Regions from separate parts of the Mus musculus genome. Here regions 1, 2, 3, 5, 6 and 7 are each linked to region 4. Evidence: chromatin contacts called from public promoter capture Hi-C data. All regions are on one chromosome and are shown on one strand. Each heading gives the region's core, a stretch centred on a gene start, on an enhancer-like site or on the middle of the called end of the contact. The rest is flanking DNA. Distances are from core to core; before and after follow the strand shown.

Region 1 (2,700 bases), core at 40-2,539, 530 kb before region 4:
GTAGCATAGGCTTCCCATGGGCTGGGTTTCCTGGAAGGTCAGGAAACAACCACTGTAGCTTCTCTCTGCCTCTCTCTCTGCCTCTCTCTCTGTCTGTCTCTCTGCCTCTCTCTCTGCCTCTCTCTCTGCCTCTCTCTCTGTCTGTCTCTCTGTCTATCTCTCTGTCTGTCTCTCTCTCCCCACTCTTCCTCTCTCTGTCTCTCTGTCTCTGTCTCTCTGTCTCTGCCTCTCTTTCTCTCTGTGTCTGTGTCTGTCTCTGTCTGTCTCTCTCCCTCCTTCCCAGCCTCCACATCAGTCACTCCACTCACCAAGGCCAGACCCTGCCACAGAGAGGGAGGTCCTGACAGCTGTAACGTGCTTTCTTATACTGGCCCTGGGACCTCCCTCTCTCTGTGGCAGGGCAGACCAATGTATGGAACCCTGAAGCCCGTTGCCCAGGTTTCTGAAAAAGGTCCAGTCTTGGTCAGAACCAGCAGGCACAAAGTCACAGGTCTCATCCAGTCTGCCTTTCCAACCAGCACTGTATAGCCGATCTTCAATAATAGACTCACACCATCTTTGCAATGCTGTCCAGAGTCCCCATCTTCCCTATGGACACACATACACCATTCTGTGCAAGGGCCCTGGGACTGTTGTAGGAAGCCAAACCACACATGGCCTTTACCCCACCGCAAGCACAGCCGGCACTCGCGTGTCCCTCTTCACACCCCCACCACAGTTACACAGTCTCCAGGCACAACCCGCTAGCTGCCAAGGGCCACTGAGCTCACACCCACTTTTTACTCACCGTCCAATATCCGAGCAGATCTTGGAGTCAGCCGCTACCGCAGCACGCGTGAAGGCACCGGGACCACAAGAGGCTTGACGAGGAGAAAGGACCGCAGCCAACACAACGATAACCAGACCTAGACCTACACCCAGCAGGACCAGGCAGACCGTGGCCCTGTGACCCCAAGCCATGGCTCAGTGGCCCAGGGACAGAGAGGGAGGCAACTGGACACACAGGGCAGTGGACAGACAGAGACAGACAAACTGACTGACAAACTGAAGGGAAAAGAAGCTACACAGGGTGATCTCAGGCTATTGGACAGAGGGGAAAGATCGATGGGTCAAGACAGACAGCCACACAGGCCAGACAACTGGACAGAAAGGATGACGGACAGCCTTACAGATAGGTGGCCAGGCAGGTTACAGAGGAGAAACAGGAAGCCAGCCAGCCTGGGTTTATGGATAGACAGACGGCAGGCTGTGGCCAGGCTGCTGCTACACTCTCCTCCAGAGGCAGAACTAGCCACAGGTCTGAACTTGCAGTTTTCAGCTCCCGAGGCTCAACCCTGGAGGCAAGCCAGGCATCTACAGGGAGTTTTTTTTTTCTTGAGAAGAGCCAGCTGCCGCTGTTAACTCTTCCATCGCCAGTTGATCCCATGGCCTGCCCTGCTGCCCCAACACCACCCAAAGACTCCTCAGTCCCAGTGCCATTGGAAATGTGATGCTTGATGCACCCAGGGGAACTGGGACATGGAACTCAGGGAACCTCTCTCACTGTTTTCCTGCCTCCCAACAGCTCAGGGTCAGGGTGTCTCCTGCAGGGTGAAACTCCATTCCCCAGCTTCCACTCCCAACTGGTTCCACCCAGGCAGCCTCTCAATGCAATCACCCAGCTGGTACAGAGATGGGGCTGAAGGTAGACCAAGGTAGCCACTCAGGACCGTGCTGTTTTAATTTTTAAAATTTTTATAGAAATGAATCTTTTAAAATATTTTAAAGATTTATTTATTTATTTATTTATTTATTTATTTATTATATGTAAGTACACTGTAGCTGTCTTCAGACACACCAGAAGAGGGCATCAGATCTCATTACAGATGGTTGTGAGCCACCATGTGGTTGCTGGGATTTAGAGTCAGGACCTCAGGAAGAGCAGTCAGTGCTTTTAACTGCTGAGCCAGCTCTCCAGCCTCGTCGGGACCGTTTTATTACAGCCTGGCACAGCCTCATCCAAACATCTGAGCATGGGGTGGGAAGGGAGTGGGCAGGCAGGCCAGATGTCCAGTGCCCTGACACCCAGTGCTGCTGACACACAGTGCTGGGACATAGTGACCCATAAACTCAACCTTAGACCTCTAAAGGACGAGGCTGCCCTGCTCAAGTGCCCTCCCTTTTTCTGCAGCTCAGAGGCCCACTTGCTGAGTCCAGAAGAACTCAGGGCTATTTCTGTGCTGGTGAGCCTCCTCCTCTGGGAGCCTGGCTTGGGTCCTATCTTTCCATGATCTCAGGATGTTCCAGTGGGAGGCAGCTGGAGCAGTGAGGACCCACCAATGTGCTCTCGTGATCAGAATTAATACATGTGCAGGGCAGAAGAGCTCTTGGTTTCAGGCCTTCCCATCATTCCTCACTCTCTTTCCACTGAGCATGCCCCCCGCCCCCATCTTCGTACCCCCCGGCTTGGCAATGCCAAAAAAAAAAAAAAAAAAAAAAAAAAGAGGCCCAGAGAGGGAATGCCCGCACTGGCCACCCATCCTGTTAAGTGTCACACCCAGAGTCCCTGCTAAGCCTGGACAAGGGAGGCTGTTTCCTGTAAGCCTGTTCCCACATCTTCCTAGAGGAAGAGGGGAGTGTCTGTGGGAGTCTTCCCCATCCCAGTTGTCCCCAACACTACAATGTCATGTCATTGCTCAACCAGGAACCAAAGCACATTCT
Region 2 (2,700 bases), core at 88-2,587, 710 kb before region 4:
GTCTCTGGTCCGCAATTTCCTCTCTGCATCACCTGTGTTCCCTCTGTGTCCCCACCTGGCTTGTGCTGTAACATCAGTTCTTATCTGACTTCTGGAGAGAGCTCCAGGAAAATACTTGGGAGAAACGTATCTGGCCATATTCCTTTTCTTTGAAACTTTACAAACCATTGAACCTTCCCCCATCCTCCAAGCCATATTTGTATATACATGTATATACACATATACATATAATTGATATCTGGTACCACGTGACCCTCTGTGCTCCTCAACCCTGGTGCCTCCCTTCCTCAGTTTTGGCATGCAGGATCTATGATCTCTCAGTTGAATACATGCAAGAGACGGGGATTGACTAGTGAAAGACCTTTGTCCTCTGCGTCTTTGCTTCCTGCCATAGGTGGGGTGCAGGGCTGGTTCCTTTGTGGGAGTGGAAGTTGCTTGGTATGTCCTGACTTTCCAAATTCTTGTCCCAAGCATTCTAACCCTGACTGCTGCCTTCTACCTGTCTCCGGCTCCAAACTGTCAAGCTACTTAATCTTGTGCCATAAGACGTCTTTTATGTGCCTTACCTAATAAATACATTGTTAACAGAAGAGTAATGGTTTTGCTTCTGGATCCTTTAGTATGCACACTTTCCTATGTGTAATTGGACAGATTGCTTTTTTCGGTTTGTGTGTGTGTGACAGTTTCTCTGTGTAGCTCTGGCTGTCCTGGAACTCAGTCTGTAGACCAGGCTGGCCTAGAACTCAAGAGATCTGCCTACCTCTGCCTCCAGAGTTCTGGTTTTAAAGGCTTGCACCACAACCACCCGGCCAGATTGGTTTGTTTTAAGTAGTTCTACCACTCTCTAATGGACAATGATTTATCCCTGACAGAAGAGTTTACAAACTCAGGTATCTTAGGGACCAGAGAGAGATGCCCTTGTCCTAGGGTCTTGCCTAAGCACACCTCACGTGCTATTTGGTCTCAAGATTGTTCAAAAGAAGTGCGGTTCCCGTACTGAGTTTGAAATGATCACAATCATTTAAGAAACTTTAAGCCTTTAAGTCTCCTATAGAAATGTATGCCTTGTGGGCAACTAGCTGGGACGCTCAGAGGGAAAAACAGAGCCACCTGCCGACTGGGAGGGCCAAAGGTAGTGAACCTGGGACCAGTAATTTGGAGCCGGCACACGTGACAGCGGAAGAGGCGTATCTCTGATAGCCAATCTAGAAGGGCCGAGTCTGCCTGGCCAATGAGAAACAGAGCTGTGCTCTCCCTCCCCGGCCCCGCCTCCCTGGCCCCGCCTCCTCCCCGCCCCTCCCCGCGCTCCTTTTCTGGAACCTCTACTGGCTCCCACAGCTCACCCGGTGCAGTTACCGTTTGGCGATCCCACTCTTCTCCCGCTAACATGCCATTCGTTGAGTTGGAAACAAACTTGCCGGCTAGCCGCATACCCGCGGGGCTGGAGAACCGGCTGTGTGCGGCCACAGCCACCATCCTGGACAAACCCGAAGACGTGAGTGAGGGTCGGCGAGAACTTGTGGGCTAGGGTCGGACCTCCCAATGACCCGTTCCCATCCCCAGGGACCCCACTCCCCTGGTAACCTCTGACCTTCCGTGTCCTATCCTCCCTTCCTAGATCCCTTCCTGGTTGTCTTTCCCAGGCGTGACCCTGACGTGACTGACTCCCAAGGATCCTGGGCAGTGTCCCAGACCCGGAGCCCTCGGACCCCCACGTTAAGAATTTGGCGCGCCCCCTTCTGAACACCAGCCATGCCCTGCCCAAGCTTCAGGATTTAACTTTTGTGTTCCTTGCAGCGCGTGAGCGTTACGATACGACCTGGCATGACCCTGTTGATGAACAAATCCACAGAGCCTTGTGCTCACCTTCTGGTCTCTTCCATCGGGGTTGTGGGCACCGCGGAGCAGAACCGCACTCACAGCGCCAGCTTCTTCAAGTTCCTCACCGAGGAGCTGTCCCTGGACCAGGACCGGTATGCAGGGCCAGTGAGGGAACGTATTTGTGCGTCTGGAGTCAGGACTCAGTCTCTCTGTATGAGGTTGGGGGGGGGGGGGGTGTCACTATTTGCTGGTTCCAGAAAGCACTCAGTGTCCTTGTCCACGAAGGTGGACTCCTCAGGCACTGGAATGGTGGGTCTGTGATCAGAATGTTAGCAAGATTTCAATTCCTTCGACTCTCTACAGCCCCGAGAAAGGATGGTTTGGGAAGCCCCAGTGTAGTCTTGTGTGTACTGAGAATCTACTTAGGCACCCTCTTAACCACTGTGATAGTGGCCTCCTCACCGTCACTGAACCAGGGGGTCTGGTTTTTTAAGGGAGAACTTTTCCAGGCTGGTCCGAGGGAATCTGGTTGTGTCCTGAGGCAGATAACCTTTGAACTAGATAAGGCTCCGGGAGAGTTGCTGGATGATAAAAAGACCTCCCCCACAAGGTGACCCTCCCCTCCCCCCTCCCCATCCTTACATTCTGAGGCAGAGTTAGAGTCTCATATTCCTGAGGCTGGAGCGGGCCTGTGAAGAACTACGGAGATAAGTTTGAAAGAGCCTTCCAAAATGGAGTCCTAGTGGGCTCAGGAAAGTTGGTAATGGCTGCTTTTGTTGGATGCTCAAATGCTGTCCTTTAGTTGAGGGGACAATACTTCTTAACGGTAATGCTCGTGCACACAGCACAGGGCAGATTTGGTAGCTTCCTGACATAGAT
Region 3 (2,700 bases), core at 176-2,675, 580 kb before region 4:
TGCCATGACTGTCACCCATAGTCAGAGCCCCATTTATCTCTCCTTGCAAACTCTGGACCAGAATGAAGACAAGTCCGAGTCCATACGCCTGTGTGCCGCCATAGACTGAGCCCTCAATGGAGAAGAATCTGTTGACTAGACCTAATAATCCAAGGCCATGGATTGGAAGCATGGCAACCCAGGATGGGTCCTTACCAGGCCAGCCATCTGGACAGCCAAGACGCTGGGGACAGCAGTCACTTAGCCATACCCCTCTGCTTACCCATGCCTCTCAGGGTAGGGAGTTACCGCAATCCTGGGCCTGGGTTGTTAGCATCGACTGCTACCACCACAGGACCTCAGTGTGCACACAAAAGCACCCATATAGAGCCCCTTGTGGCTTAGTAGATTTTCTTTCCCCTGGAAGGTGGTGACTTCTCAACCAAATCCACCTATGGGGTTGCAGGTATAATAGGGGCAGGGTTACCTTAGGGGTAGTTGGTTCCCACTCCTATACCTCGGGTCTCCTCAGATACTCGTGGGAGACACTGTCACCTCCAGCCCCGACTAGTTCTGGGTAGTCATTCTAAGTGAGAGGGGACTAGGCCCATAGAACAATAGGCTGGCTGAGACCCAGGACCAGAGGAGAATCACAGATCAGATGGCTTTGGTTCACAAGCCAGCCACCTGAGCACCTCCTCCCCTGTGAGGCTAGCCAGTGTGTCTGCATTGAAACACTACAGATCCCCTGTCCTGATGTCTAGCCCAGGTGACAATCCCTGAGTGAGAGAGAGTCCCAGCTTTGGGGTCCTTCATGAGTCACCCTAGTATCAAGGTCTCCCAGAAGCCAGTAGCTGGTCTCCACCAGGCTCCTTCCTTCTAACCCTCAACAGGATCTGTTAGCTCCCCAACTGACAACACTGGAGCTAGGCTGGCCTCAGCCCTGGGCTCCTCCGTCTCGGTAGTGACTCTAAAGCTGGCTGGCTATTCATCAGAAATGACCCAGTCTCAAGTCCATGCTATGTGCTTAAAATCCAAACAGATTAATTCTTTCTCCACCTCCGCCTGTCAGGCTGAGTGTGTGTTAGCAACACCTCCCTAGGGGAAGCAGAGGTCTAGGTCTGCCCTAAGGGGCCAGGACTTCTCCCACCCAACCAACAGAAACCTCACACACAAGACTGGACTGTGACCCCAGGGTCTGAGCTGTCTCGCCATTCCGCTTCAGGTGCCAAAGGTCTTAGCATCTGGACGCTCCAGCCCCTCATTCTCACACAGGGTCCCAAGGCTGTGATGATGCTACAAGAATGTGCTAACTAGGCACTTCGGGCTCTGCCTGTCTATCGGCACCTGTGGACTTTGAGAGGGGGCGGGGAGGGCAGGGGAGGGGAGGAGTGATGCCGCAGAACGCTGGGCGGGGTCAGGAGGCGGGGCCTGGCCAGCCAGGCAAGAGCCTGCCCTGCAAATCTCTGAGCCACTGTGCTGCCTGCTGGTTGCAGACACAGGGCACACCATGAAGCTGGCCCTCCTGCCTTGGATTTTGATGCTGCTCTCAACAATACCAGGCCCCGGGTTCACAGCAGGTATGCCCCCACTTTGTCCTTCTGACCTCCCTGTTCATCTGCCTGATCAGCCAGGCCCTAAGCAGACACCCCTCTGGGCTCAGCTGTCTATCCATCTGGCAGTCCATCTGTGACTACACTGGGGAGTACTGGGAAGAAACTGGGGGGGTGGGGGGGGCTCCTGGATCTAGACACTTCTGGTGGAGATGGGAGGTCTGAACCAAGCTCATTCTGCACTCACATAAGGGCCTGGGAGGGAATCCCGGAAGACCAGAGCCTGCAGCCCAGCCTCTGTGAAGGGTGCAATCACACAGGGAACCCCCTGCCTCTCATCTGTCCCTGTGCTGGTCCTTCTCGGCGCAACCAAGAAAGTCTAGCAGGAAGGATGAGCCTAGAGCCATGGCCTTTCCCTGAGCTGAGCTGGGAGTTAACCAGCCTGCAGTCTCCTGCTTCACACAAGTGCCACCACCCTTCTGGTACTTTATCTCATGGCATCTTGAAGCATCTTCCCACACCCCTTGCAGTCGTTAAACCTTAGCCGATAAATATTTATTGCTGCTCCGGAGTATAAGCTTAGTGAGGTGGTCTAATGGCTTAGACCGCAGCCCGGCTCCTGGTGGATCTCCATCAAGGGTCTGGGGAAGGTGTGGTCTGGCCTGGGAATTTGTACCTCACCCCAGTCTCCACTTTTCAGCTCTGGGGCTGAAGTACAGCCCTACCACAGGTCTCCACAGCCCACAGAGGAAGTGGGCTGAACAGCTAGGCCTAGACAGGATGTTCCACAGTTTCTATGGGGTATTCCCAACTACACTGTGCTGCAACCCTCACTGGAATGTCCCCTCCTATCCCCTAAAAAGGGAGTGTCCTGGCTGCCTTCTCAGAGGGTGGGGCTCTCTGAGATTCAACTGTGTCCCACCCCCAGAAAGAGATGGGACAAGCTCAACCCAGATACCATTCCCTCCCCGGCCTTCAGTAGGACTCTTGGTGACTATGTACCCTATCAGAAAGCACGGGGACCCTTTTTTAGCTGTGAGGACCCACAAAGCCACTCCATTACCTGTGCTAAAATGGAGCCCCGCCCACAGAGCCGGTGGCTTTCCACCATGCCACTTGGTAGCCATAGCAATCCCTGGTCTGTCTCATGGACGCTTCTCACAGGCTC
Region 4 (2,810 bases), core at 103-2,602:
CCACGATGGTAGCCTCAGACACCACAACCTGGCACTGCCGGTGCCGCTTCTGGCACTGTGGCGTCGGGGGGCTGCTGCTGTCAAAGGACTGCTGCGAATTCTGCGAGGGTGAGCGGCTCTTGTCCCGGAACATGCGGTAGGTGGTGGGGCTTGGTGACACGCGGCTGGACTGGCCAGAGGAAAAGTCCTCCTCGCTGGAGGTGAGGTTCTCGTTGGAGCTGCAGTCCGGCGTGTAGCCACCTCCGCTGTCCTCGAAACTCCGAGGCGAGTAGGACCTGCGAGGCCAGGTTAGGCGTTTCTCCTGCTCTGAAGTGCTCTGGCTTCGCAGGAGAGGGCTCTTGCCCTCCCCTTCCACCATCATGCCTCCGACATAGATGCTCTGGTAGGGTTGGTACTCCAGGGGCGGCCAAGGGGGCCTGTTGCCGCCGTTGGCATTTATTAGGTTGTCCTTCAGGAAGCGGGGATTCAACTCTGCATCCTCATAGTCACCGTCAAGGCCGCAACTGCTTTCCGAGGAGCGCCCACGGTAATGGGGTCTGGGTGCTTCCCCCAGGCCCTGCCCGGCGCTCTGCTGGGACTTCTTGCGCTCCATTTGCATGGCCTGGCTGCCCAGGGAACTGATTCGGTCGGACACCTCTTTGTCGTTGACCTTCACCAGGCCGCGCTCGTGGTGGAACTCGACGTTCACGTAGAAGGGCTTCTCGGCGTCGGCAGAGCCGGGCTGGGCAGGTCCCTTGCGGATCTTCTCGAAGTTGGATCTGAGCGCCGCCACGCTGGTGGGGGGCCCTCGGTCGTCCCGGTCCGCCGATGCAGCAGCCGCTGGCCTGCGGGCGGACGCTGACCGCCCCTTACTCGGTGACCCCTCTCCGTCCGGCCGCGCCTCGGACTCCTCGACGGGCGCCGGGTCTGCGCCGTCGGCGGGCGCGGGCGGCGGGCGCGGGGCGGACGCTCGGGGCTCGGCGGCGCCGTCGGGGGGCTGCGCTGCACGGCGGAAGCCCCAGCGCTGCCGATCGTAGCTCTTCTTCTCCTTGGCCAGCAGCGTCTGCAGGTAGATCATGCGGAAGCGCTCCTGGTTCACCTCCTGCTCCAAGCGCCTAATGGAGGCCTTGCAGCGCTCCAGCTCCTGCTCGATGTCACCCACCGAGCGCAGCTCCATGCGCGGCGGCTCCGAGTCCGGGAACTGCGCCCTCCACGCCTCGGCGAAGCCCACCGAGTCCACCATGGCGCGGCCGGCTCACCTGCGCCGCCGAGCTGCGCGCCCGGAGTCCGGCTCAGCGGCGGCGCGGCGTTCTCACCGGGCCCGGGCTGGGGAGCCCGGTGGCTCCCATGGCCCCGCGGATGCGGCGGCGAACAATGCCCGCCCCCGGGGGCCGCAGGTGAGGTGGGAGGCTCGGCGGCGGCGGCTGGGGGTGGGGGGCGCGCGCGGGCGGGGGGAAGGGCGCGGGGTTGCGCACGCCGCTATTGTGTGCGGGGCTCCGCAGCGCGCGCGGCGGCGGCGGGAGCCGTCCTCCGCAGAGCAGGCCCACCGCCGGCCCACGGCCGCAGCCCCGCGGGCTCCTCGCCTCCGGTTCCCGCGCCGCCCCGCCCCGCTCCGCAGCTTTCCGGGCAGGCGCTCCGCTCGACACGGCCAGCTCTCGCCGCACTCCCGCCCCGGCCCGCACTCAGCGCTGCAGGAAGGGGAGGACCGGGGGGCGGTGGCCGCGGAGCGGCTGACGGGGCTGGGCGCGCCTCTTAAAGGGGCCGCGCCGCGGGAAGAGCGTTGGGTCCTTAAATCGGACCCGGGACGGCTGCTAACCGGTCTGATCCCCTTCTGTACACAGAGGCGCCCCAGACCGGGTGATTCGAAGCGATCCTTTCACCACGGAGACTCTCATGCCTGTTTCCTCTTTTCTGCATCCACCAACCTCGGTGCTGACCGCACCAATGAACACCCAGCAGGGCCCAAACTATTGAGAAATCAACCGGGGCAGGTCAACGGTGCAAGCCAACAGCCCGGGTGCTAGCCAGTGAACCTCTGGTGCTGGAGGTGGGTGATGAAGCTTCACAATGGCCACTCAGTTGTCACCGGACTCCTTACACTGAATGATAACTTAGGAATGTCTCCCCATCTGTTCGGTCAACGTATCTCCCTTCCTGAGTAATGACTTTTGACCTCTGGAGGCCAATGTAGTATTTTCGGGGTCTTTTTCTTTCTGTGAAAGGATCGCACACCTCCTTCTCAGCAACAGAGCTGGTGGAAGACAGGAAATCTTTAATGGCTCCCAACGAAGCTTAGGGATCTGAGGCACTTAGCAGAGATGCTCTCTGCAGGAACTCTCCAGAATACAAAATGAAACCCAGGCCAGCCTGCTGGGTGAGGTGAAAGGCAATAGGATTTGGCAGCTGAAGAACAGCTTCAATTTTGACCACTTCTCCCATCTCCGTGCCTCAGTTTCCCCGAGCTCTGAGATAAAACCAGAACACCTGCTTCCACAACTGTTATTTCCTTGGTTATAAACTGTTATCATGCTTTTCTAGAGAATTAGAGCCCAGCGCCAGCAGCCAGATCAGCAGGGCCTCCCTGACTTAGGCCGGGATTCTCTTTCCGGCCCTGGAACTCGCTTCCATCCAGCCTGTTGTCTGCACCTAGTAGGGTTCAGTTTGTGTTAACGTTGGTAGGGCTGGCGAGTCTTTGGAGCCCCGCTCAGGAACTCTGTGAGCGCTGTGCAGCTCGCTGCTGCCCTCTGTAGACATTTTTAATCTCTTGTTCCTTCCTTCCCCGCCTACCTCTTGCCCAGCAGGCAGTAAACAACGCAATTGCAGAGAAGAAA
Region 5 (2,700 bases), core at 13-2,512, 800 kb before region 4:
CTGCTCAAGATGTGATCCCCCAGCAGCACTGTCAAGCTTCAGTCTCTTCTGCAAGACTGACAAGCGTCCAGAGCTGCATAAAATCTCTGCCTTCCAGCCTTTCTCTTTCACCAGCAGGAGACTCCAGAGAAAATTCCATTTCCTTGGGAACCATTGTTTCAATAGTCTGTTAGCCAAAGGGAGGGGGCACAAGTGTCTCTTTAGAATATCTTCATTTCTGTCAGAAACCTAATAGAAACCTTGACATCACAGACAGAACTGGTAGTCCCCACACTACAATCTCTTGATCCACTGTAAAGTTTTTAACAAAAATTAAAAAGGGCTAGGGAAAACAAAGGAAGTCCCAAAATTCCCGTGACATTTCCTGGGCACCGGTCGGATGTCTCACTTGTTAATGAGAAAGCTATACAAAGTCTACCAAGGGCTCTAGATAAGGGTGACTCTGCTGGATCTAATTTGAGCAGGGCTTCCCTGAGGACTGGCAATTGGCCAGAGGAGCAGAACTAGTTAGTACCGCTGGCTCACAGCCTGCTGCCCACTCCTCCCCTGGGAATCTCTCCAAGCATCCTCACCTGTGTGGAGTAACAGGAATGTAGGGAAGTAACTAGATGGCGACTCCGTTCTGCCTCCTTCCCCATTTCACACTCACAAGCCTAGGCCTGGTGGACACGTGTCCCAGGAGGCTCAGGACACACAAAAAGTCGCAGTTGAAAGTGTGTGGGACGAAGGTGATACTGGGCCAGGCAGGGGATCGAGGGCTGACTGTTGGTACAACAGGAGAGCAAAAGCAAGCAAGTGATGGGGCTTGGCTAATTTCTTGAGCTTAGAGAAAAGTTCCCAAGGCAAGGAAGGATTGTTTTTTCTCCAAGTACAAGCCATCACGCTTTTGGCTCATTGTTTGAGGTTAAGTTGTATTCACTAAAGTAGGTCGATCCTAGCCCACTAGCATGAGAAATAAGGCCAACCTACAGGTTCCACCAATAACTTAAGTTCCCTCTTCTTGGAACAGAAATCTCTCAGACCTGAACTTCTTACTATACGGTTAATCTGTAGCATCTACCTGGAATGCCTCGACAAACCTAATCACTAGAGTCAAGTCCTCACTATCTAGCATCCTCCGTTTCCATCTTAGGAAACAAAGAGCCCATGTAATACTTCCTACAGCACCAGAAGCACAGCAAGACCTCTGCAGAAGCAGCGCGCTGAAGGGCAGTCACCGCCCCTTTGGGACGTAGTCTGACGTCAGCGGAGGCGGAGCGGCAGCCGGCTTGGGGCGGTACTGAGCTGGGTCACGTAGCTCAGGTCCCTGGCTTGGGTCACACCGCGCTTTGTACCGTCCTCCGGTCCACGCTCGCAGTCTCTCCGCCACCATGCCTATGTTCATCGTGAACACCAATGTTCCCCGCGCCTCCGTGCCAGAGGGGTTTCTGTCGGAGCTCACCCAGCAGCTGGCGCAGGCCACCGGCAAGCCCGCACAGGTTTGCAGGGAGGACACAGGAAGAGAGTAGGGTGGGGTGGGCCGGCCCGACGTGTGAGGAGGGATGGGGCTGGAAGCCAAGGTGTGCCGGCGGGTGGCGGCTGGAGCTCTCCGGAAGACCTGTGGCCCTGTAGGCAGTCTTTCAGGCGGTCTAACAGTGTGTCTGTATCCCTCCCGCCTCGCCGCCCCTCCCCCCACCCAGTACATCGCAGTGCACGTGGTCCCGGACCAGCTCATGACTTTTAGCGGCACGAACGATCCCTGCGCCCTCTGCAGCCTGCACAGCATCGGCAAGATCGGTGGTGCCCAGAACCGCAACTACAGTAAGCTGCTGTGTGGCCTGCTGTCCGATCGCCTGCACATCAGCCCGGACCGGTGCGTGGGGGACGAGGGGAGGAGGGGGAGGAGGGGCACTGGGAGGTCAGCAGGCAAAGAGGGGGGGGCGTTCAGAGGACACTGGCACGCAGCGCGCTCTCCTAGACCACGTGCTTAGCTGAGCCAGGCTTTCATTTTCTCAGGGTCTACATCAACTATTACGACATGAACGCTGCCAACGTGGGCTGGAACGGTTCCACCTTCGCTTGAGTCCTGGCCCCACTTACCTGCACCGCTGTTCTTTGAGCCTCGCTCCACGTAGTGTTCTGTGTTTATCCACCGGTAGCGATGCCCACCTTCCAGCCGGGAGAAATAAATGGTTTATAAGAGACCACGGTTGCCTCAGCTTCTGCTTCCTTGGCTTGCGGAGGAATTGGGTGCAGGGTGGGGACCTTGAATGGAAGCCCAGGCTCTGAACGTGGGATTGGGGTGTGATGGCAGGGTCGAAGCTGGCCAGTTTGGTCCTCTCTAAACTAGTCCAGTGGTTCAGATGTCCTTTCTTGTGGCCTCTCCTATGCAGCCTTATGTATAAAAGAGGCCGACTTATTCACCTGGTCAGGAGTGTTAATTAGGTCCTTACCACAGTGGCAAATGGAGCCGGTAATATGTGTCATGGAAGGGGAGGTGCTTGGATACAGGGGAGAAATTAATAGTGTGCTCCAGCTGGGCCTGCACCTTCCTCGGCCCCATTTTCCTTCCCAAGAATCACTGTGCTCTAAGCCATGTGGTGGCCACTTCCTTGATCTGGACAATTAACTTGGTGGGAGAGGTAGCCAGGATACAGAGTTCTCCCTAGACCACTCTGCCCACTTCCCCAACGCCCTCCCCCCCCCCCCCCCCACAATCAC
Region 6 (2,700 bases), core at 7-2,506, 970 kb before region 4:
TTTGTCTGTTTTCAAGACAGGGTAGCTTTGGCTGTCCTGTTACTACCGCTGTAGACCAGGTTGCCCTCAAACTCATAGAGATTCGCCTGCCTCTGCCTTCTGCTATCACCCATGGTAATGATTTTTTTTTTTTTTTTTATCAAATCACAGCAGCAAACAGAAGTCAGAAAATGAGGTAGACCTTTTCTCTTACCGCAGATATACGCTGTAACTTTTAATAGCTTCAGAGAGTCCAAGAGCTGCAAGTCACATACTTGGGGTAAATCAGACAGACAGAGAACCTCTTAAGATTTAGTTACATTTTACGTGTTAAAAGATTTTACTCCATTTCACTACCTACCAGTTATTTCATGCTTATTTTCCGTTTTGTTAGCTCTGATACGAAAGAAACAGCCGTCTGTCTCCTCTTAACCAAGTACTGGGTGCGAGGTCATCACAACCGGTTTGTGTAGTACTAGGCAAGCAAGCACTCCACCAACTAAGCTACTCCCTCAACCCTGTCGTCTGTGTGGTTATTATAAGCACCTTATACGCTACCTTCCAACACCATAGCCCAGTAAACAAAACAACACAACCCACCGAGCACTGCTCAAAGCAAAACTAGCTAGCTAGGAGCCCCGAGAGCTGCACTGGGGCTCAAAGGGGGCACAAAGCCAACAAAATAAACAAGATATTGCTGTATGGGAAGGGGAGGGGCGCAGAAAAATGGCTTTTTAAAGCCTCCAAGGGCCTGCAGATCTCCAAACTGGGAGTGGGACTTAATCTACAAACCCGGATTTCGTCTGTACCTACTTTTTTGAATGGGTCTCAACGAAGTGGTCCTCCCTCCTCCTTCCCTAGTGGCAGAGCTTCGAGGCAGGCGTCGGAGAGCCCAGTAGCGAGGTCTGCAGCCTCCAGGACTTTAGGTGAGGGGCCCTCGGCGATGGGAATGGCATTTAAGGGGTGCAGGCCCAGCCCCAGGACTGGGGGGTTCGTGGGAGAGGGAGGCTGCCAGGAAGGGGTCTCTGGGCTCCCGGCCTAGCCACGCTCGCTTCCCCGGGACTCGCAGAAGGCCCTCACCCGGCGTCCCCTCCCGGTCGCTCCCGCAGAGGTCACCAGCACCACGCCCCTGTCCTTACCTCCCGGCAGGCGTACCTGAGCCTCCCCCGGACGCCCCGGCCCGCGAGGCGCTGCGCGGGAAGCCCCGCACCACGACCTCCAGGGCCCCGCCGCTCCAACACCAAAGCCCCGGCCGGCGCGCACTAGCCCACGGCGACCTGTGATTGGCTGCCAAGGGTGGACGCGAGGTCAGCCGCGCGGCGTAGCGCCGATCTGATTGGTTCCTCAAGGCCCCTGGGCGCGTTCTCTCACTCGGGCGCCCCTAGTGACTGCCGCGGGCGGAGGGACTGAGCTGGGACGATCAGGCAGTGGTGATGCCCACCCCTGAAATCTTGGACCTGCGAGATTTGGGAACCCAAAGCCAGGCCTTTCGTCCATTCCAGCATTCCCTCGGGGGTGGGGATAGGGTGGGGTGGGAGCGGGGGCTGAGGCAGGAGGATTGCTAGTTAAACGTGGCTGCTTAGGGAGAGGAGGTAGGAGTGGGGGTGGGAAGGGTGGGAGGGGCATAGATAAGAGAGAAAGAAGGAAAAAAAAAATGGAGCTTCAGCTAGCCTGGGCCCAGGGCCAGAGATGGTTCCCAGTCCTTTAGGAAACTGTTTGCCCACCTGTATTACAGCTATGACAGCTCCTCTCAAGTGTGTAGCTTTTGCATAAGCACACAAGCTTGCCCCTTGCACTTAGAAAACGACCTAGCTACTGAATTTGAAACAACCTTAAAGCTGCCTCTGGGACAAATCCAAATCAGCCGGCTGTTTTTATCAGGAAGGAAACTCAGAACAGATGTCCCAGGTTCGGTTTGTTTGTTTTGTGTTTGTTGTTTGAAAAACATCAGAAAGCGGGGCAGCTGTGGTGGTGCACCCACTTGGGAGGCAGAGGCAGGCGGATTTCTGAGTTCAAGGTCAGCCTGGTCTACAGAGTGAGTTCCAGGGCAGCCAGGGATATACTGTAAGACCCTGTCTCAAAGAAACCTAAAAATAAAAAAAAAAATTAAAAAATAAAAACCATCAAAAGATGAATGCCTTTTTGGAGCATGCGCAAATTACATGAAATTCGAATTTCAGTTTTCAGTTTTGAAACACAACATGCTCATTCTTTTTTTTTCTTTTTCTTTTCTTTTCTTTTCTTTTCTTTTTTTTTCTTTTTTTTTTTTTTTTTTTTTTTTTTTGGGTCTTTCGAGACAGGGTTTCTCTCTGTATAGCGCTGGCTGTCCTGGAACTCAGAAATCCGCTTGCCTCTGCCTCCCAAGTGCTGGGATTAAAGGCATGCACCACCACGCCCGGCTCATTCTTTTCCTTCTTGCCTGTGCTTGTTTTTTGTTTGTTTGTTTGTTTGTTTTTGTTTTTTGGGGTTTTTTTTGTTTGTTTTTTTGGTTTTTTTTGGTTTTTTTTTTTTGGTTTTTCGAGACAGGGTTTCTCTGTATAGCTCTGGCTGTCCTGGAACTCACTTTGTCGACCAGGCTGGCCTCCAACTCAGAAATCTGCCTGCCTCTGCCTCCCGAGTGCTGGAATTAAAGGTGTGCGCTACCACGCCCGGCTCTGTGCTTGTTTTCTTACTACACCAGAAAATTGTATTAATTACCAGAGACTGTCTGACTATATGACC
Region 7 (2,723 bases), core at 66-2,565, 740 kb before region 4:
GAGGAAACGGATTTATCAAGCTGTGATTATGACAAAAGAACTTCCAGGAGTCAGCAACCTCCAGACAACTCTGTTGTTTCAGGGGTAGGGTACATAAGGGATCTTATGAGTATAGGTAGAGAGGGCTAATTGGTCAGAGCACAGCACCTAATTATCATATGGGCAGGAAGCAGAGCGGGACTTGTGTGCTGAGTCACATAGCCCTCGCAGAGAGCTCTGCACAGGGTCATCCTCCAAACAAGGTAGGGCATCTGTGCTCAGATACTCCCAACCAAGGCCATAGAAAGAAAGGGAAACCCCACTGAGAAACGGAGTCCTCCATTTTGCACCAAGCTTGGAGAGCTATCCGGGGACATGGAGGACCTTAATAACAGGCTTCTCCAACAGGAATCGTGGCAGACTCCATGAAGAGGCATATGATATCTGGAAAAATCGGCACTCAGTCTTGGGGCCCTCAGTTTCAATATTAAGCTCAGGGACAAAGTTGTCAGAATCATAAGGACAATTTTTTATTTATTATTTATTTATTTTTTGTTTTTTCGAGACAGGGTTTCTCTGTGTAGCCCTGGCTGTTCTGGAGCTCACTTTGTAGACCAGGCTGGCCTCGAACTCAGAAATCTGCTTGCCTCTGCCTCCCAAGTGCTGGGATTAAAGGCGTGGGCCACCACTTCCGGCTGGACTCAACCTTTCATGAAAGGGATCTACACGTTTCTTTCACTATGTGTATAAACAGCAAGGAACTTCCCACCTTACAACCTTATAACCTTCATCAGATATGGAAACTGCGGGAACCTTGGCCTGGGACTAATGGTACATTTCTGTTCAAAAATTACATCTAAGGTACTTCTCTATCACAGTCCAAAGGGAGCTAAAATGTCAGAGGATGGAGAAGCTAATGCTCTCAGGTACAGGAAGGCCAACCTTGTCAAATGACAGAGCTGAGATGCGAGTGACATCAAAGGCCCACAGCATCCTTTGCTTCTTGCTGGTGGTGCTGGTCCATATCTTTGGCTTGTAGGTCCCGGAGGAATACCTTAGTTTTCCCATCTGGGAAGTGGGGACGATTGGGAATTCTAACAACACACTAGATAGGGTGGGTATACCTTTGAAGACATTCTGCTTTCAACTAAACCGGCCACAAGAGGACTAGCAGCCAGGCCCTCTAACACCTCCTCTGCCCACTCAGAGGAGACCAGTTGTGTCCTCTGGCTCATTCCGTGCTAGATTCCAGTTGCAGGGCTCTTGGAACACAAGCTAGCTCCCCCTTTAGAAAGAAGGGCCAGGCTGCGGTATCCGCCCAGTGGGGGCGTGGCCACACTTGGCTTGATAGGGATCCCTACTAGCCAGCCTGGACTTTTTGATAGTCTGGCCAGTTACAGAAGTGGTTCCCGCCGCCTATGCCATGGTTCTGGAGCTGTACCTGGATCTGCTGTCGCAGCCCTGTCGCGCCATTTATATCTTCGCCAAGAAGAACAATATCCCGTTCCAGATGCACACGGTGGAGCTGCGCAAGGGTGGGCAGGGCTACGGCTTTGGGGATCTGAGAAACAGGGGAGGCAAGACGGACTTAGGGGATCTCTCTCTGTACTCTCCCCTTCCCAGGCTTTTTCTGGTTTAGAGACCACAATAGAAAGACACCAGAGAGAACCAGGGTTCAGGACTCCCGCCAACTCTGCTGTTTGTGGAATAGACGCCGGCCAGGACCTGCTGAAACTGAATAGTGTGCAGACCTAGCAACAGAAACGGGCAAGCAGTTTGGACCTAGCTACAGGGACCTCCAGAAGAGTAGTGGGTGTAGGGCATAGCTAGGAGAACAAATGTGGAGATCTGGGCAGTCACTCCTCGGATCGTTTCCCCCAGTGCTGAGATGGGCAGTACTACACAGAGCCATCCCTGCAAGTACCTTGCCTTTGCAACAGGCTCTCTCCGCCAACCTGGTCTATTGGAATTCCTTTTTGTCGTTCCTTTTCTTGACTTTCTGTTTTCCCTTTCTCTCTGCCTCTCTTTGTGCTGCGAAGAGAGAGAGGCTGCTGCATGGGGGTATGCCAGGAACTTGGAGCCTCCTCCCTGCTGGCCGCTGAGAGAGCCCTGCGCTCTGGCAAGACAGGGTTGTAGCAAAATGAAAGTGTTGCATAATGGGCTGTGGCCGTCTCCATACTGTCTCACTGCTTGTCCCGCTCTGTCTGAAACCTCACGTCTCTCTTCACTGTCACCTCTAGGTACAGTGTACTTAACCCCCCACAGGTTCTGCCCTTGCAGAGTATGGTGTAGGCCGGTGGGGGAGGGGGTGGCCCGGTGGGGGTGGGGTGAGGACGGGGGGGGGGGGGAACTGATAAAAAGATGTTCAAGTAGGCTGTTAAAAATAAGCCTGTCGAGGGAGACAGGTTCCACTAGGAAACGAAGGGAGAGTGAGAATCCCCCACTTGATCCGGGGCAATGGGAGCCACTGAGGACTGTGGGGCTGAGCGCAAGGAGGCAAACTTAGAAACTTACCTGGAGTGCATCAACAGGAAGAAAACCAATCCAGACCAGAAAGGGCTGCTAGCGGGCAAGTCCCACAAGGACCTGTCAAGCGTATGATACCTATTTTGTATCAAGGGCAAGGGGCCACCCCCTCTTCTCTCACAGGAGCCCTGCCTGCGCACCCCATTTAGGGAATAGCCCAGTCCCAAGAAGAACCATGAATTTAGTGTTCAGCCTCCTGGGACCTTGGCCCAGGCTAT

The links. Promoter capture Hi-C pulls out the DNA fragments that hold promoters and counts their contacts. Capture Hi-C pulls out chosen DNA fragments and counts their contacts.
Region 1: a promoter capture Hi-C map of liver shows a contact between it and region 4, with 3 times the contacts expected there. The contact joins the promoter of Ggt5 here to the promoter of Bcr in region 4. A contact is called at or near these places in 3 of 39 promoter capture datasets (the C10 cell line, neutrophils and pre-B cells) and 2 of 9 other capture datasets (adipose tissue and liver).
Region 2: a promoter capture Hi-C map of liver shows a contact between it and region 4, with 5 times the contacts expected there. The contact joins the promoter of Ddt here to the promoter of Bcr in region 4. A contact is called at or near these places in 1 of 39 promoter capture datasets (pre-B cells), 1 of 115 datasets of contacts at active chromatin or transcription factors (pancreatic cancer cells) and 1 of 9 other capture datasets (liver).
Region 3: a promoter capture Hi-C map of pre-B cells shows a contact between it and region 4, with 2.3 times the contacts expected there. The contact joins the promoter of Susd2 here to the promoter of Bcr in region 4. A contact is called at or near these places in 3 of 39 promoter capture datasets (liver, pre-B cells and stem cell-derived epiblast-like cells).
Region 5: a contact with region 4 is called in a promoter capture Hi-C map of pre-B cells, with 5 times the contacts expected there. The contact joins the promoter of Mif here to the promoter of Bcr in region 4. A contact is called at or near these places in 1 of 39 promoter capture datasets (pre-B cells) and 2 of 115 datasets of contacts at active chromatin or transcription factors (bone marrow-derived macrophages and microglia).
Region 6: a promoter capture Hi-C map of liver shows a contact between it and region 4, with 3 times the contacts expected there. The contact joins the promoter of Zfp280b here to the promoter of Bcr in region 4. A contact is called at or near these places in 1 of 39 promoter capture datasets (pre-B cells), 1 of 484 Hi-C or Micro-C datasets (regulatory T cells), 1 of 115 datasets of contacts at active chromatin or transcription factors (thymic regulatory T cells) and 1 of 9 other capture datasets (liver).
Region 7: a contact with region 4 is called in a promoter capture Hi-C map of hippocampal neurons, with 3 times the contacts expected there. The contact joins the promoter of Gstt1 here to the promoter of Bcr in region 4. A contact is called at or near these places in 1 of 39 promoter capture datasets (hippocampal neurons), 1 of 115 datasets of contacts at active chromatin or transcription factors (pancreatic cancer cells) and 1 of 9 other capture datasets (liver).

What each region holds. Positions count from the first base shown.
Region 1 is chr10:75,587,970-75,590,669 of GRCm38.p6, reverse strand. Ggt5 (gamma-glutamyltransferase 5) reads right to left here and starts at 1,289. Exons shown (of 12, transcript NM_011820.5): 1 at 788-1,289. The coding sequence starts at 960.
Region 2 is chr10:75,772,011-75,774,710 of GRCm38.p6, reverse strand. It overlaps Ddt (D-dopachrome tautomerase), which reads left to right and starts at 1,337. Exons shown (of 3, transcript NM_010027.1): 1 at 1,337-1,495; 2 at 1,798-1,973. The coding sequence starts at 1,388. Gstt3 (glutathione S-transferase, theta 3) reads left to right here. Exons shown (of 5, transcript NM_133994.3): 5 at 1-589.
Region 3 is chr10:75,642,733-75,645,432 of GRCm38.p6, reverse strand. It overlaps Susd2 (sushi domain containing 2), which reads left to right and starts at 1,425. Exons shown (of 15, transcript NM_027890.5): 1 at 1,425-1,559. The coding sequence starts at 1,490.
Region 4 is chr10:75,059,438-75,062,247 of GRCm38.p6, reverse strand. It overlaps Bcr (BCR activator of RhoGEF and GTPase), which reads right to left and starts at 1,352. Exons shown (of 23, transcript NM_001081412.2): 1 at 1-1,352. The coding sequence starts at 1,222.
Region 5 is chr10:75,858,839-75,861,538 of GRCm38.p6, reverse strand. It overlaps Mif (macrophage migration inhibitory factor (glycosylation-inhibiting factor)), which reads left to right and starts at 1,262. Exons shown (of 3, transcript NM_010798.3): 1 at 1,262-1,478; 2 at 1,680-1,852; 3 at 1,996-2,186. The coding sequence starts at 1,371. The coding sequence ends at 2,062. It overlaps Gm40697 (a long non-coding RNA gene), which reads right to left and starts at 629. Exons shown (of 2, transcript XR_871836.3): 1 at 573-629; 2 at 1-166.
Region 6 is chr10:76,031,168-76,033,867 of GRCm38.p6, reverse strand. Zfp280b (zinc finger protein 280B) reads right to left here and starts at 1,256. Exons shown (of 2, transcript NM_177475.3): 1 at 1,119-1,256.
Region 7 is chr10:75,797,176-75,799,898 of GRCm38.p6, reverse strand. It overlaps Gstt1 (glutathione S-transferase, theta 1), which reads left to right and starts at 1,315. Exons shown (of 5, transcript NM_008185.3): 1 at 1,315-1,514. The coding sequence starts at 1,403.